Regions from separate parts of the Mus musculus genome. Here region 2 is linked to region 1. A link is a contact called in public Hi-C data. All regions are on one chromosome and are shown on one strand. The core of a region is the stretch at or near the end of the contact, and the rest is flanking DNA. Distances in the headings are between cores, read along the strand shown.

The links. Hi-C and Micro-C count contacts between places; a contact is called where the count stands out from the background.
Region 2: a Hi-C map of liver shows a contact between it and region 1, with 5 times the contacts expected there. The contact joins two enhancer-like sites. A contact is called at or near these places in 1 of 484 Hi-C or Micro-C datasets (liver) and 4 of 115 datasets of contacts at active chromatin or transcription factors (the SCID.adh cell line, embryonic stem cells and hepatocytes).

What each region holds. Positions count from the first base shown.
Region 1 is chr16:23,189,022-23,194,903 of GRCm38.p6, forward strand. It overlaps C730014E05Rik (RIKEN cDNA C730014E05 gene), which reads left to right. Exons shown (of 3, transcript NR_155420.1): 2 at 4,478-4,546. Among named protein-coding and RNA genes, the nearest start is that of C730014E05Rik, 17 kb to the left of the region's middle. Within about 2 kb of position 2,725, at least 2 of the 459 cell types and tissues checked have an H3K27ac peak or open chromatin away from gene starts, as enhancers often do. A contact at or near this core is called in hepatocytes and liver, where this site is marked.
Region 2 is chr16:23,330,924-23,336,805 of GRCm38.p6, forward strand. All of the region lies in intron 5 of St6gal1 (beta galactoside alpha 2,6 sialyltransferase 1), which reads left to right. Among named protein-coding and RNA genes, the nearest start is that of Gm30814, 7.2 kb to the left of the region's middle. Within about 2 kb of position 3,473, at least 13 of the 459 cell types and tissues checked have an H3K27ac peak or open chromatin away from gene starts, as enhancers often do. A contact at or near this core is called in hepatocytes and liver, where this site is marked.

The DNA.
Region 1 (5,882 bases), core at 1,475-3,974:
GTATGGTCTTAGTGGAGTAGGTGTGGCCTTGTTTGAGGAAGTGTGTCATTGTTGGGGTGTTCTTTGAGACCCTCCTCCAAGTTGTCTGGAAGACTGCCTTTAGATCAAGACGTAGAACTCTCAGCTCCTCCAACCCCATGTCTGCCTGGACATTGCCATGCTTCCCACCGTGATGACACTGGACGGAACCTCTGAACCTGTAAGCCATCCCCAATTAAACATTGTCTTTATAAGAATTGCTGTGCTCATGGTATCTTTTCACAGCAATGAAACCCAACTAAGATATTTACTAAAGATTTCTATGCTGTTTCCTTTTCATAATGAGGAATGAACACATAAACACACACATACATAATCCCAACAAACAATGATATTCAAGATCTTGGTTTATTGAAATATATCTTATGTATGGTTATGTATATAAACTACACGTGTTCATGTGATTGCATTTTATTTGTACATCATGTACTTCTTGCCAAATTGGCAAGAATACATGTAACACAGTAAGTGTTCATGTAAACTAAAGTAAACTTGGCTCAGTTTCATTTTGGTTCATAATAACACTAAGATTTTAAGGATCCAAATAATGATAAAAAACAAAAGTATATTTAATCAATATGATTTAAGCAATAGGATGGCATGGATTAAATAAAAATGGCTAACAAGCCTAAATATTTCTTTCAGACAAATTTCAGTTTTTAACATCTGAAAAATTTTAATTGCTTAATTTACTTATTTTATGTAGATGAATACATTGTTGCTCTCTTTAGGCACACCAGAGGAGGGCACCAGATCCCATGACAGATGATTGTGAGTCACCATGTGGTTTCTGGGGATTGAACTCAGGACCTCTGGAAAAGCAGTCGGTGCTCTTAAGCACTGAACCATCTCTCCAGCCCACAACTGAAAAATTTTAAATCTTCTTTTAAGGAGAAATTGTACATAGTCATACAATTCTGGTCAAAATATTATCTCTTTGATCCTTATCCCAATTCTGGTTCTATACCATGGTCCTTATTGCTTGAGGGTATAAACTATTAAATAATTACTACTACTTTTGCCTGTTAGACAACAGCACTTGTTTCAATTAGGGTTACTATTGCTGTGATGAAACACCATGACCAAAAGCAACTTGGTGAGCGAAGGATTTGTTTCACTCACAGTTCCATGTAACAGTTCACCATCAAAAGCAGTGAGGACAGGAATTCAAACAGGGCAGGAACCTGGAGGCAGGACCTGAAAAAGAGGCCATGGAGGGGTGCTGCTTACTGGCTTGCTCCACATGCCTTGCTTAGCCTGCTTTCTTATAGAACCCAGGACCACCAGCCCAGGGATGGCATCACCCACAATAGTCTGGACCATCCCATGTCAATCACTAACTAAGAAAATGCCCTACAGCCTGATCTTATGGAGGCAGTTTTTAAATTAAGGTTCCTTCTTTTAAGATTTCTCTAGCCTGTGTTAAGTTGACACAAAGCAATCCAGCACAGCCCCACCTTGAGATAAAGAGGATAGCTTATGTCTGTGTTTTTGGATATGGTGAATATATGCCATACACACACACACACACACACACACACACACACACACACACACACTACATTTGAAGATTTTTTAACCACTACTGCTTCTTTAAAAACAAACAAACAGATGAGTTTTTCAAGATCCTCATTCTAGCCTGCTTTATGCTAGAAGAAATCTTAAATATTTTTAAAATGTCATTTTACAAACCTACATTGAGGCTTATGGAGACATCTTAGACTTTACAGATCATCTTAACATATTACACCATAATAACGCACACACACACACATTTAAAAGTATACATCTCTATTTTTTAATTAAAATAATAATAATAGAGTCATAAATGCCAGTTCTGCCCTGAATACACTGTTCCACCTTGGATGCTTCAAACATTAATAAGAAATAATTTTTTTTTCTAACAACCATTTCAAAGTACCTGTTTTAATACCTTAATCTCTAACAAGTAATTTAAATTTGGTTAAGAAAACAAAAATTATTAATGTGTTTTACCTATGTTTATAATTGTTGGATATATAAGGTATGATATGTTGTCTATGTTTTAGATGCAGACTTCTTTCAATTAAAATTATTTCATAAAAATTGTTTTGCAAATTTTGTAAAAATAATGTTAGATTAAGGTATATTATAAATGGTTGTTTAAAATATGACTATAACTAAGTTAAAATTAATATAAAGGTTATGAAGTTTGAAAAGGTTAATTCAATACCCTAAGATAAAAATTAATGGTTGAATTTTTCAGCTATGTTTTCTTGAATACTGTTCTTAGTATCCTTTTATTAAATGGACATTTAAAACCTGTGATTAAACATGTATACGCATTGTACAAAGCCTCGGCATTTAAAAAACCTTAAGTATAATATTCATTTTGAGAATGACTACTTCTTATATATTCCTACTAATTTACATAATGCTTGTAAACTCAGTTCTATTGGGCCAATGTTCAAATCTGTTAGACTTTTAACTGCAGTAACTAGAGTTTAAAATAAGTAAGAGTGTCTTCTTTAAAGGATAAAACCCAGGTGTTTCCATCAACTTAAAGGCAAAAGGACATCACATCAAAAACGTCATTCTGGCCACAAGATCTGGACTCTATCCAGGTGCTCCCAACTCACATCGCCTGAGAGCAAGCACATTCACATGGCCTTCAACTCTTACTTTCTTCCCGCCCCCTCTTCTGCAAGACTCTCTGACCGTTGCCCAGATTGATAGAGATGTCCCGTTTAGGGATGTTCCATTCAACAGCCATTTGATCTTAGCACTTTGAGCACTTAGAGTCTGCATGTACAGCTGCCCACTCAAACAAGGAAGCTCCTTTAGTGTCTTCCAAGAGCAGCACTGGTCTGTGAATGTAAGCATAAATCTTTAGAAGGCAGCTTGATAACAGGTCATTTAGCAAAACAACAACAGTACATTCCCTGCCGTGGCCGATGAACTCCCAAAACATGGGCTTTGGGCAAAGTTCATAGCATGAAACATGAATTCCCTCCCACAAGGCAAGCCTCAGACACTGTCAGAAAGTGGTTGGTTACCTCAGTAACAAACAACCAGGCTACTATTTCACCAGTAGGCACACCTTGCTTGGCAGGTTGGTATTCCAGCATGTCGGGCTTGCCAAGGAATAAGGACATTGATGGCGTTTTCTCTTCTAGAGGACTACAAAGCCCCTTCCAGCATGATGAAAGCTTCTTGTATCAGGTTCTGTATTTCTGGCTTTTAATGAAGTTTTCGCTCCATTTTGAATTGATGTTTTTGCAGGAAGAGAGATGTGGATCTAATTTTTCTGCAGGTTGATGTCCAGTTTTGCCTTCAGTATCTGCTCAATAGGTTGTCTTTTCTTCTTGTGTATGTTTTTGATACCTTTGCCAAAATTAAATGACAAGAGCTGTATAGATTTATTTATGGGTGTTCTACCGTGTTGATATACATGTCTGTCTTTGTGTCTTTTTGATTATAGCTCTACAGCATAAGTCGACATCAGGTATTTTGATGTCCCTAGGTTTTTGCTTAGGACTACTTTGGCTCTCTTTTGTATTTCCATGTAATTGTTAGGATTCTTTTTCATAATTATATAAAGAATGTGTTGGGAATTTTGATATAGATTTTACTGAATCTGTAGATTACTTTTATTAATCCTGCTGTTTTCATACTACTAATTCTGCCAATCCAGGATCATGGATAGTCTTTCTGCCATCCAATATTATTTTTCTCTTGTTTCAGTGTTTTTTGTTGTAGAGGTCTCTCACTTCCTTAGTTAGCTTTACTCCTAGGTAGTTTTTTTGATTTAGCTACTGTGAATGGGGTATTTTACTAATTTATTTCTCAGTAGGTTTGTTGATTACATAGAAAATCCATTTATTTATTTATTTGTTTGTTTATTGTGTGTTTGTTTGCCTGCATGTGTATATGTGTACCACAGGTATATGTGTGCCTGGTGCCTACAGAGTCCAGAAGAGGACTGGAATTGGAGTTGAAAATGGTATGAGTCTCCATATGAGTGCTAGGACCTGAACCTGCATCCTCAGCAAGAACAAGTGCTCTCGACTGCTGAGCCATCTATAGCTCCTCTTGTATCTTTTAGTATGTTGATTTTTTTTGTATCTGCAATTTTATTGAAAGTGTCTACCACATCTAAACTATTTCTGGTGGAGTCCGCAGGGTCTTTTCTATTCAGAACATATCACTGAGCTATAAGGATAAGCGTCTTTCTTTTCTATTGGTGTCCCTTTCATATCTGTTGCCTGTCTTATGGGTTGAGCTAAGATTTTAAACACTATGTTGTAAGCGTGGAGAGGACAGACACCTTTTTTTCACCCCAGATTGTTTTGAAAATGCTTTCAGTTTTCCTCACACTAAGTATAACATTGGAATAGATTTGTCACATATAATCTTTATTATTTTGAGTTGTGTTCAACCTGTCCTTAATCTCTTTCAGGACTTATTAATGAAGGGATGTTGAAGTTTATCAAATACCCTTTTCTGTATCTTTCAAGATGATGATGATGTAAGTTTTGTCCTTGAGTTTATTTCTATATAATTGATTTGCGAATGTTGAATGAATCTCCCCTTACTGAGATGAAATTAACCTGTTCATGGCGTATGATCTTGATTTCTCTCGAATTCAATTTGCAAGTATTTTGTTGAGAACTCTTGCATCTATCTGAACCTTACATTCCTTAGCAATTACTGCTTCACTGGAAAAAAAAAGCAGAGAGAAAATTAAAATGTTTCATTTATTTAAAATATCAGAAAGTGATATTTAAAATTTCATTTAGAATAACAAGCAAATAACCTATGGATATACCTCAAGGCCTTGGAAAAACAAGAAAAATCCAAACCCCAAAACAATAGGCATCAGGAAGCAGCAATGATCAGGGTAAGATGACTGAAATGGAGACAGTGCAAAGACAATGCAGAAAGGTTTTTTGGTTTTGTCTTTTTGCTTTTTGTTTGTTTAGTTTTTTTAAAAGAAAAATCAAATAAGATTGACAAACACATGGCTAAACTAATAAAAAGACCCAAATTAATACAATTAGAGGTGAAGGGGGCCAGTCTATTGATTCTAATACAATATGGAGAATCATGAGGATATATCCCAAAGCTTATATTCCCAGACACTGTACAGTATAAAAGAAATAGACTGATTAATTCCTAGACACATATGATCTATAACAATTACATTAAAAAGATAAAACCAGACAAACAGATCCTTAATGATCAATGAGATTGAACAGTCATGGGAAGTCTTCCAACAGCGACTGTGCAATTCTACCAAACCTTTCTCTTCCCCGAAGAGAGTAGCAATGAAAAACATAACATAATAAGGGATGTGCAGAACAAGCTCATGGCTGCTAGACTAAATGAGGAGACTACTCCTTGAAAACCTGGAAGAAAGGCTGCCCCCACTTCACTCTTGTACAATTTAGTACTTGAAGTCTTAGCTAGGACAGTGTGTGTGTGTGTGTGTGTGTGTGAGAGAGAGAGAGAGAGAGAGAGAGAGAGAGAGAGAGAGAGAGAGAAGGAGGGAGGGAGGGAGGGAGGGAGAGGGAGGAAGGGAGAGAGAAACAAAAAGAGACAAATAGGAAAGTAAGAAGTCAAATTACTCATATTTGCAAATTATGTAAGCCTATAGTTAAAAAAGAAAACAAAAACAAAACAAAACAAAAAAGCAAACAAAAAACCCCAACTCTATGAGAAAACTCTCAGGCCTGCTAGCTACTTTCAGCAAAGTAAGAGGGTACAAAAATCTAGTTAGCAAGCTCAGTAGTTTTTCCATATGTCAATAATAGACATTTCAAGAAAGAAATCAGAAAAATTCCCATCCACAAGAGGTTAAAGTA
Region 2 (5,882 bases), core at 2,223-4,722, 140 kb after region 1:
ACTTACCAGGTAATTCCTGCTTTCTTTGGCAGCCCTAGCCAGAGCAAACGTGGGTTCTTTTATCCTTATCTTAATTTTTAACATTGACTTTCAAGTCACACATTTCATATCACACAAAATATATATCTGTCTATCTATCTATCTATCTATCTATCTATCTATCTATCTATCATCTATCTATCTTTCTATCATCTATCTACTATCTATCCATTTATTTATCCATCATATAGCTACCTATCTCTATCTATCTATCTATCTATCTATCTATCTATCTATCTATCTATCTATTCATCTATCTATTTATATATCATCTATCTATCTATCTATCTATCTATCTATCTATCTATCTATCTATCTATCTACGTGTGTATGTGAAGAGGTTGAAGAGTGACTGAAAGAACTAAATGGCTATTGCAGGGGTGTTCATAGGTTTATGAAGGCCTACGACGGGGAAATTGATAGAAATGTAAGGGGCAAGATATCAGTGTTAGGCTTCAGGGTCAGAACTGAGCTATAGAGTCTAGTGGAGCTGTATAGACAAAAGGGCAGGAGCAGGTCAAGATGAATGAACAGGCAGGTGGGCAGGTCTGGGTGGGAGAAGAGAATGTAGGTAGATGGTAATTCTGTTAGACTATCAAAAGCAGGACTAAACCAAGCTGAACCCTGGAGAACAATGGCGAGATCTGCCAGTTGGTCCTTTGACATGCATACTAGGGTGGTCAGCAGCTGACAGGTTGCTGGGGGTCACTGCCACTGTAGTTTTAAGTGTTTGCCTCGCTATGATCTAGTGTATCCAGTAAGTTTTCTGGTCTGATTTACCTGATATGCCTTTAAGATACCTATGTTATGCCCTTCCTTCTCAATTCACTCTGATAAATTGACAGGGTGGCACCCTTCCTACTCCCAGGAATAAATCGTTCATCAGTCTGTGCATGTGAGTGGTGCCGGACATGTCCACACTGGTACAGAGTCATCCTCCCTCCTCAAGATGGTGTCAAAACCTCCTTGAGAATGGATTCTCTCAGGATGGCACAGACTGATAGACCACTGTTTTACACAATGCAGGGTAACTTGGAGCAGGGCACTGGCGTTTCTATTCTTTTCATGGTGTAGATGAGATGGAGCTGAGTAAATTTAAAAACCAACACAGGTAGAAAGGAAGCCTCTGGGGAGGTGCCCAGGAGGAAGCCCCCCCCAAGCCTGTCTCCCTCCTAGACCACCACTGTGACCAGTAGAGATGACACTATTTTGGGACTTATAGGTCTTAGGTGACTTAGAGCTTCAGGTTTAAATGGGAAACTGGTTAATTTGGGTCAATCTGTGCTGTTAGCATCTATAAGCCCCCACTTCCCATTCTTAACTCCAGGACACGGCAGCTGTGTACACAGTCCTAGATTAGTCTAGATAGAGATCAGGTCTTGCTAATTGCTGTTTGTTATCACAGGGATAAAAGCTCAGAGTAGATGGCCAAGGTCATCACTACACTTCCTCCTTATTGTTAAAAGCAGCTTCCTCTCTGGCAAAGATTTTAAAGCCCAGATCTCCCCCTCTTTACCCTTTTAGGAGACAGATATTGAAAACTAGTTCATTTAAAACAGCATAACGGGACATTTGACTTCGTTTTATTATTACTACAAATACATGAGACATTCAGTTTACAAGGAGAAAATGCTGGGGCTAGAGAGAAGACTCACTGGTTAGCAGTGTGCACTGGTCCAGTAGAGGACCCGAGTTGGGTCCCCAGCATCTATGCCAAGTGGCTCACAAGGGTCATCTTAGAAGACGCTGAGCTCTGAGGGCTCTAGTGCTCATGCACACACACCTCTAGATGCAATTTAAAATGATAATAAATCTTAAGAACAAGAAAATATTTACTTTGGCTCCCAGTTACATGAGAGCCTGTGCTGAGACAGCACGCCATTGCTCACTTTGTGTACGGGACTAGAGAAAGGGGAAGTCCAAGTGCTCTCTTCCAAGACTCGTTCCTAACAAACAAAGGCATCTCACTGGGCTATCCCACCCTTCAATGTTAGTCATAGGCAGGGAGGAGATTCTGGCAATGGAACACTCATCAGAAGCATCTTGTTAACTGACCCAGCCGAAGAGAAAGGGAACTGGACTGGTTCGCATCAGCTTCCAGCAAGCCCAGGCCTTGAAGTCATTTGGAACAGTTTGTCCACAGCTGATTTCTAGGTGGTATCTGTCAGCAAGGTGGAAATCTGCTAAATCAGATATAGACTAGGGATAGAAGTTAAAGTCAAGAAACTTAAAGGAAAAAAATATTACATTTGTAGCTTTCAGGACCCTAGTCCTGGTGGTTAGGGGAGGAATCCCAAAGTGGGGGGGAGTTGAGTTGGGGAGGGAGTGATATAGGCACAGACAACTAGGGTGTACTTATCTAGAGTCTGTTTGATCTGTGAGAGGTAGATCCAAAACGGAACGACTTCCACAACTCCCTGAAGTATTTTTGATTTTTTTTTTTAGTTTAAAAAAAGAGATAAAAATTTTAGATTTGATAGCGTTATCATTGTTCACAATCCGCACTGAAATCCACATTGTAGAAAAAGCAGCTAATTCTGTAAACAGAGTAGAAGCATGCTTATGAGCTAGCAGAAGCGATGGGTTTGCCTTAAAAAGTATGGACATTTGCTTCTCTGTCCAGAGGGCTGGGTACCCAGATTGAGCCGAGATGGTTTTAGCCCGGTCAGAAGCAGACAACCAAAGGAAACGTCAGATCTTGAGCTTGTGACTAGTAATGGTAATCCGTGCTTTACCAGTTTATCAGAATTCCGTTAATCGATGTTAGAACTCTGAACTTCTGAGATCTTAGTATAACAACAACATCATAGAAGGGGACGGAAATTTGAAACATTTTGTATTCTCTCATTTTTTTCATATATCTTAAATAACTTCCTAAGGCCTTCAGAACTTACACAATATTTTACATCCACAGAAGTTGCTTTCTTAGACCCCTGTAACTTACATAGACTTCACATCCCTTTCTTTCCGATATAAATCATTTGACAGAGACATAAGTAGTTATTACTGAGAGCTGTGACTGCAGATGGTAAAGGGGGGAAGGGGATGTTGATATCATTAGACTACTTCCTGCTGATTGGGGCACCAAGTTCCTTGGGGCATGTCTAATCTTCATTGTCAGGATATCTCCAACCAGCCAATAGCAGCAGCAAGGGCAGCAGCTGCTGCCACCTCTCTTGGGGCTGAATATCCGAATTGGTATTCTTTTAGTATCAGAATAAAACTTTGAGTCATAAATACAGTTCACAGGGACACTGGGAACTTACTTCCCCAGGCCTTCCATGGCGCACCATTACAGATTGTCACAGTTCCTTAGGTGACTCTTATCTAAATAGCTAACGATTAACAAAGTTGGCACAGACTAAGAGACTAGGCGTCCATTCTTTGGTCAGTCTCTGTCAGCCTGGATAGTCCCTGGTTAGGAAGACATTCCATGGTCTCTTTGCCAGACTGCTTAGGTCACTGACTTACTGCATCCCATGATAGGAATATTCTAGGTTCCTCTGTTTGGTGCTGATAGCTGCAGCTCTAATTCGTTAGCCATTCATTCATTCATTACTTATTTATTTGAAGATTACATATTAATAAACTGGGCCGTGGTGGAGGACATTTTTAATCCCAGTACTTGGAGGGCAGAAGCAGGCAGATCTGTGTGAATCTGAGTCCAGCCTGGTCTACAAAGCGAGTTCCAGGTCAGCCAGGGCTGTTACACAAAGAAACCCTGTCTTAAAAAAACCAACCAAACAACCAAACAAACAAAACAAAATGAAAACAAACAAACAAAACCAAAAAAAATCCCCAAAGAGCATATTAGTCGACATCTAATATAAAGCATTTTAGAAACTTAAAATATGGGCTGGTGAGATGGCTCAGTGGGTAAGAGCACCCGACTGCTCTTCCAAAGGTCCAGAGTTCAAATCCCAGCAACCACATGGTGGCTCACAACCATCCGCAACAAGATCTGACTCCCTCTTCTGGAGTGTCTGAAGACAGCTACAGTGTACTTAATATATACTGATGAGTGTTCCATTGCCAGAATCTCCTCCCTGCCTATGACTAACATTGAAGGGTGGGATAGCCCAGTGAGATGCCTTTGTATATTAAGTATTAATATATATTAATAAATAAATCTTTAAAAAAAAAGAAACTTAAAATATCTCATAGCCTTATAAATGTAAATATTTAAAGGAAATATCTAACTTTTTAATTTAAAGTTTCAAAACTCCTAAATTTCCCTTTTAAAAAAAGTTAAAAATCTGTCTATTGTAAACTCCAATAATATATATATATATAAATACTCTATTTTATTGTAAGAGAGACAAAACAGGGCACAGCCACAGTGGGGACAAAGCAAAACCAAACTCCAACAGTGCAAACAACTCAATGTTCAGTGTCTGGGATTCACTCATCTGGGCTTCCCCTAAGGGCTTGGGTCCCCTCTGTGGCCCCACCCTGGGCAGCACACACAGACAGGCACACACAGCAGGTCTCCTAGGCTCCAGCTGGCTCTGTTTCTGGCTGCCTCCATCCCGATGGGGGACAGCAGCTAAGATGGCAACAGACAAGCCACATGTTGCTTATAGCCCAAGATGGCATCATACCATATGGTTCCTTTAAGGTTACCTATGTATAGATTTTTAACTGTCAACCTCTCATGTTACAAATTTTAAGTTAACTTTTTTTTTTGTTACAGATTTTACAGATTTTTAACCATACCCAGTAAACATACAAATTTTGAGGTACAGAAAGTTTACATAATGAATAGTCTTACAGATCTTGAGCTAAGGTTTACATCTTAGCAAAAGTTTTAGGCAGTTAAATGAAACCAATAATCTAATTCCTGTTGTTGTTTTGCTTTGCTCTCCCATCTCTGTCACAAAGTCAAGTGGCCTGTCTGACAGAGGACAATTGGAGGTTACCCAAGCATGCTTGGGTCTACAGGAGGGAGAGTCATAGCCCACTCCAGAGTCAACTTTTCAATAAAGTAGAGCAACATTAAACAACTTTAATATTATCCATACCCAAAAGATATTTGAATCCCTGCCAAACTGAATCCAGTGACAGGAAAGCTTAAAGATAAGAAATGCAGAGCCCTGGCCATCAAAGCCATTGAGGCAAGTGGCATTGGTGGTGACTGGTGTTTCCAGAGACAGCAAAAACAAAGCCAGCAGCACACACAGAACACAGACTGGTCACACACTCAGAGGAGGTCAGAAGCAAAACAGAGCATGGACTGGCAACCATCATTTATACATACATCTGAGCCAGATGTATCACATTTCCCCCTATATCCCAGATGTGCACACCAGAAAACACAGAGTGCACACACACACACACACACACACACACACACAACAGACAGGCAGACAAAACTTTATGACCTTTAACTGGGCTCAACCAATTTCCATTTTGACTCCCAGTATATGAACAACAAGAACCAGGTGGGTGGATAACGTTTTGCATTTTGCCTTGGATAGGAGGCCATTAGGTCCTGTTGAACCCTTCCTCGTCCTATATTGGGATCTGAACAGATTCGATGTCACAGCAAATTACTATGACTTACCAGAGGAGGCCTCTGGTAGGTGGTTACTGCTTTTCTCAGGATGGCAGTTGGAATCTTGGAGCATCTCTGTGCACACCTTCTGAGGGGACCTTTCAGCCCTGGAGTCCTGGAGTGTAGGCCTGACTTTAGAATTTGGGTATGATCTTCCTGGGGGCCTCCAGAAAATGCTAACTCCATTAGGTGAGAATAACAATATATCCACAATTTTTGAGTCACAGTTAAAGCAACCTTTATTAAATTCTGGCCATGATAATGGGTCTCAATCAGGTCCATACCCAGG